Regions from separate parts of the Danio rerio genome. Here region 1 is linked to region 2. Evidence: chromatin contacts called from public Micro-C data. All regions are on one chromosome and are shown on one strand. The core of a region is the stretch at or near the end of the contact, and the rest is flanking DNA. Distances in the headings are between cores, read along the strand shown.

Evidence for each region. Hi-C and Micro-C count contacts between places; a contact is called where the count stands out from the background.
Region 1: a Micro-C map of caudal fin shows a contact between it and region 2, with 8 times the contacts expected there. The contact joins the promoter of nphp4 here to the promoter of ajap1 in region 2. A contact is called at or near these places in 2 of 18 Hi-C or Micro-C datasets (caudal fin and an unstated tissue) and 1 of 4 datasets of contacts at active chromatin or transcription factors (embryo).

What each region holds. Positions count from the first base shown.
Region 1 is chr8:24,170,540-24,173,393 of GRCz12tu, reverse strand. nphp4 (nephronophthisis 4) reads left to right here and starts at 1,529. Exons shown (of 28, transcript XM_073910322.1): 1 at 1,529-2,105. The coding sequence starts at 1,971.
Region 2 is chr8:23,461,568-23,464,267 of GRCz12tu, reverse strand. ajap1 (adherens junctions associated protein 1) reads right to left here and starts at 1,262. Exons shown (of 6, transcript XM_005166950.6): 1 at 502-1,262. The coding sequence starts at 530. All of the region lies in intron 3 of LOC141375626 (a long non-coding RNA gene), which reads left to right.

The DNA of each region.
Region 1 (2,854 bases), core at 280-2,779, 710 kb before region 2:
CCTTTTTGATTATTATTATTATTATTTTTAACAATATTTCCCAAATGATTAACAGAGCAAGTAAATTTTCACAGTATGTCTGATAATATTTTTCTTCTGGAGAAAGTCTTAGTTGTTTGACTTCGGCTATAAAAGCAGTTTTTAATTTTTTAAAAGCCATTTTAAGGTCAAAATTATTAGCCCCTTTAAGGTATATATTTTCAATAGTCTACAGAACGAACCATCGTTATACAAAAATATATTGCCTAATTACCCTAACCTGCCTAGTTTGTAATAATTCAGGGGGGCTAATAATTCTGACTTCAACTGTACATCCTTAAGTGTTTCTTTTGTCACAATTTGTCAATCTATGTCTGTAGATTGAAATTACAGTGCATGTTTTTAAAGGATAAAGTCTTTAAATGATTTTTCTCCTATGCTGCATCTACACAAAGCTTCAGTTTTAAATCCGTATTCTCAGTGTTTATGTTAAACAATAATTTGCCTGATTATATTCATTATATCATTTTCTAAATTATGTAGTGATGAAAACAGCATCCCAAAATCATCTTTCTAAAAACATTACAGTATTTATCAAAAAATTATCTTGTGCCAGACGTCATCCAATGTTCAGATTTTTGTTTTAGGAATCAATGCAATTTAGTGCACACTGTAAAAACAATCTTGTTTAATTAACAGTAAATTACTGGCAACAATTATCCAGTAGTTGCTGTATTTCATAAAACAGTAAAATTACTGTAATATTAATTACAATAGTATTACATTTACTGTAAAATGTAATACATCATTTCACTGTCTTTAAATACAATAGTGGTACACATACTGGAAACAGTACTTTACTGTACATTTTTACCATGCAGAACTACGGTAATTTAATGTTTCGTTTAATATTACTTCATAGTATTTTACAGTTATCAAATGTAATTTAATTGAAATAAAAATGTTCTAAAATTGTACGTGCTGTTTGCACCTTTTTGTAATACAAAACATCAGCAATTCTACAAAAGCAATTCTTAATTTAATCAAATAACTGGGAGAGTATGGCCATACATATTAAATCCGTTTTTTTTTTTTTTTTACCTTGTTCACAAATATATTTCTTTAAACCAGGGGTGTCTAATCGTGTTCCTGGACATCTACCTACATACAGATTTTAGTTCCAGCCCTGCTCCAACGCAGCTGCCTGTAATTATTAAGTGCTACCTGAGAGATTAATTAGCTAAATCAGGTGTGTTTGATCAGCGTTGAAGCTGAACTTTGCAAAAGAGATAATTTCTCCTTTTTCATTGAATCCTTCTTGTTAAGGAATGTAAAGTGATTTTGTTTATAATGAAACTACATGCTGGTTCTTTTTATTAAAGCAAAAAAATAAATACATTAAAAAATAATAATAATAATAAATAAATAAAATAACTTTGAATGAGGCAGTGTTCTTTACCGCCGAGCCGTACAGTGTCGCTGTCCAACAATCCTCGCACTTCTCCCGTGCAGAAAAGCGCCAAACCGCTCTTTAACCCACCCTAGCAACGACTGACAGACGCTATGGCAACCAGTACAGAGGGAATCTCTTCTGACAAGTACAGTAACGTTAGCTAAACAATGTATTTTCATTACAAAAGTAACAGTGTGTGTTACAGCTGACTCACTTATTGTTGTAAACGGACCCTAGTTAACAGCGACTGAAGCGTTAGTAGAAGAAAAGAAAAGCGACAAGAACAGCTGCTGTTCACTCAAATGAATGAACCTGGGTCTCTCGGGTAATTTAGCGCTTAACAGTTTTATTAGTCCAGCATCTGATCTGAATTAATTACCGTTAACACGAGCTTCACATTGGCCGTGGGAATGATTTAACAGCCCGTGAAGCTTTAAGGCGTTCCGGGGATGTTTGCCAGGATCATTAACGCTCAGTGACCGACAGAAAGCTTCCCTGGTAGATTGATAGTAACGTAAGTTATTGAGGAAAACCTCTGATGTCTGAGTGGAGAAGCGCTTTCCAGAGGAACCGCGTGATTCCGCCGCACAGTCAGACTGCTCGACAAGCGCCAGGATCTGCTCAGGGTCTGCAGCTGCTCTTCAAACACCTCGATGGACTTCACGTGACACAGGTGGATGGGGAATAAATATACTTATTACAATACTCTCATTTAAAGCACTATAAGTACAAATGATTTGCACAGACTGAATAAATACATGCAAATAAAAATAAATATTATGTAATGCTTTGCCTTTTTAAAAGCACATCATGAGACCACAATTAATTATATTATTTATATATTATTATTTATATATATGCTCAATGCAATATATTATTTATTCATCTTAATTAGTTTATTAATATAATGTAGTAAAAGTTTGTTATATGATATGATTACTTTGGATAAAAATATCATGGTTTCCAGGTTTTACACTATTATGATTACTGCTCTAAAATATAGCCTTTTTAAATGTCTGGGTAAAAACAAAAACTTTTTTTCCCTTTCAACACAATGTATTTTATTATGAGAAGCATTTAAAATATTTTGGAGCAGTAAACATGTCCGGCTAAATAATTATAATCAATCATTGACTTCTGTCAAACACAGATTTCTTTACAATTTAAAACAGTCTTACATATACCATAGGTATAACAGAAAATTTTGGCGGTTTTAAAAATTTGACTTCTCTAAACCGAGATATGCAAAACAAATTAATTTTCCCATGCCTAATCTGTAGTTTCTAGTAGTAAACATCAATGGCTCTTTAAAAAATGTATTTACCAAAAAAAGAAAAAAGAAAAAAAAGAAATGACTATTTGCTGAAAAAGGTTCCCACTCCTGCTCTGTCTTGTTTTTTGTCAAAATGTATTTAGCCACAT
Region 2 (2,700 bases), core at 13-2,512:
ACTCAACCTGACATTCCACTGGCAAATTGCACACCATTTGAACCATATGATCAAAATGTCAATCTAACAGGGAGAGATGTGATTCATAAAATGGCATAAATGTCTTGACCGCACAGAAAATGTTCTGGCACGGTGTACTGTGGTATGTGAGGGTGTGTTTAGCTGATACTCGACCTAATTTGCGCGCGTCAAGTCTTTGGAAGCGCATCGCGGTTATTTGGCGACCCCTAGCGAACGCTGCGTTCATAACTTCAACTTGATTCACTATCTTGTTAATTACGAGCCCTCTAGTTATTCACACAAAATCAGCATCACTTAAAACGTTTCCTCGGGAATATTATCAACCCAAAGCTGTGAGGTTTAAGTAAGACATCACAGGCAGAAGTGAAAACAGCGCGACGCGCATCAACTTGCCACAAAACTCTTGCACGGTGACAGGATTTTTTGGGGCGTCTAATGCATTCAGCTCTTAGATAGAGATGCCAAAGGGATATTTATTACCTGCGTGTGACACACCGATTCAGCCACATTTTTCCAGACAACAATTCTGAATCAGTCTTCCTGATATTCGTCCATTTATGCGTTCCAACAAACGTCGACGCTCGAGCGTGATGGTCACCTTAAGTTAGACACCTTACTCCAAACGTTAGCATTCTAATGTTATAAATCCCGAGAAGCAGACAGCTTGAAATAGCTCCACGTCTTTCCAGAGCTCTCCAAACGTGGACTGGGCAAAAAATTCACGAAAAACAAGGACGCGTCTTGTCCCCTTTTTTAGTTGCTCGCTGTTTCTCCTCAGAAGTGCGCACAGACGTGCAGAGCGACCCAGCGGCAGCGTGGGCAGCTGGACGGTTCACTTGCGTCTCAACAGCCGTCTTCTTTTACATTCACAAGTTCATCTAAAATATACTCCACTGGAAAAAAAAGTCAAGTAGCTGTGGGAACCAGGCGGCAGGGTGACGGCGTCAACATCACTCGTGCGCTGCGCTCGCGGTCACGGCGCACTTTCTCTACATTGTCATCATGAAACCGAGCGCAGACAAAAACGCAAGATAAAACATCGAGATTTCCGTGGCTTAAAAGCATGTCCAATCGGCCCCAAAAGCTCTACGATAGTTCTCTCAATCTTTCAAGAGACCAAATAAATGTGTGACGCGGGGAAAAAAATAGAAAAGTGAGAAATGAAACACCACTTCACGGACGCGCGTGATGAGTGGAGCGCGTGAAAGCAACGCTCGTCATTTGGATAGATAGATAGTGTTATCACCACTGCGCGCGCTATCCACCCTCTCTCTCCCTCTCGCTCTCTCTCTCCCTCTCCCTCTCTCTCTCTTTTCCTCCTCCGTCTGACTAACAACCTGCCAGTCCTGCTTTAGATGACAACCCCGTGACGTCATTTTAAAGTAAAATATGTAACATTTTAGACCTCCTTCCCGCCGTTTCCCTCAGAGGAGTTCATCCGAACCCAATTCTATCCCAATCTCGCCTCCCAGAGATAAATCAGTCCGCGTACGGGCTATGAAAAGCTCAACCAGTGTACAGCACTTTCCACTAAGGGGGAGATCAGTTTCTCATCCCAAGGTTAATACAGTGTCTGGTGGGTTTACTGAGGCAATAGAACCTCATCCTGCAAATTACATGACAGTATAATGCCACATTTTTCCTCCTTGTGAAACAGAGAAACTCTTTTTTGTTGTTAAGATGATTGATCTTCCACTCTATTTTACAGTATAGGAAGAAGAAAGAGACAGTGGTGGTGTCGAATAATGTTGAATTCTGTTTATTTCTTTAGAACGACTGAAAATGAATAAAAACTGCCTGTAGACTGTCAGCCAGCCGCAGGAAATCTCATTAAGCTGGTGCGTTTAAGAGAAGGGTTTTGTGAAAACAACCCCGATGAAGAAAACACACGAAGAAAAAAAAACTAAAGCATGTGGAGGTTATGAAGTGTCACAGTTTGCTTTTATTGTGGGACCAAAATGTCCCCAGAAGGATAGTTAAACCCCATCACACATATTGTTGTGACCAGCTAATGATCCCCATGAGAAAAGCGGCTTAATAAACATAATAAATAATGCCTTAATAAAAATCTAAAAATACAAAAAAGGTTTATGTGAAGGTCACACAGGGGTAAAGGAAAGAAAATATCATTAGCTCATGAAAAACATCAACATAATAGCAGGCTTATGTACGCTTATCACTTTCTACAGGAGATAAGCAAACTTTAAAAGACACATTTTCTAAATATGAGCTTTACAACATCTGCAGCCAAAGCTGTTTTAAATTGTGCCAGTATAAATCGTTTGTGCGTGTGGAAATAGAAAATGAAGAGATAAATAAGCGTCATTAAAGAGCAGTACGGCATATCAAATCCAGCCTTAACTGCAAACGTTAAGCAGATTCCAGCAGCTCAACGTTTTATTGCCATCAAAATCTTACTGGAAATGCATTTTGGAGAAACAACATTTCTTCGGATCTAAAGTACTGTATATATCACTAAAAGGACTTAAGCCTGATATAATGAGCAGAAAACAGATAAATATGCTGTGTAATCTGTAAAAATGGTACATTTGACCATGTTCTACATACAATTAAGTTGCTTTTAAGGTGATACCCTAAAGCAGGAGTTCTCAATCTTGTTCCAATAGTTCCAATGTCCTGCAGATTTTTAGCTCTAACCACAATTAGATACACCTGGGC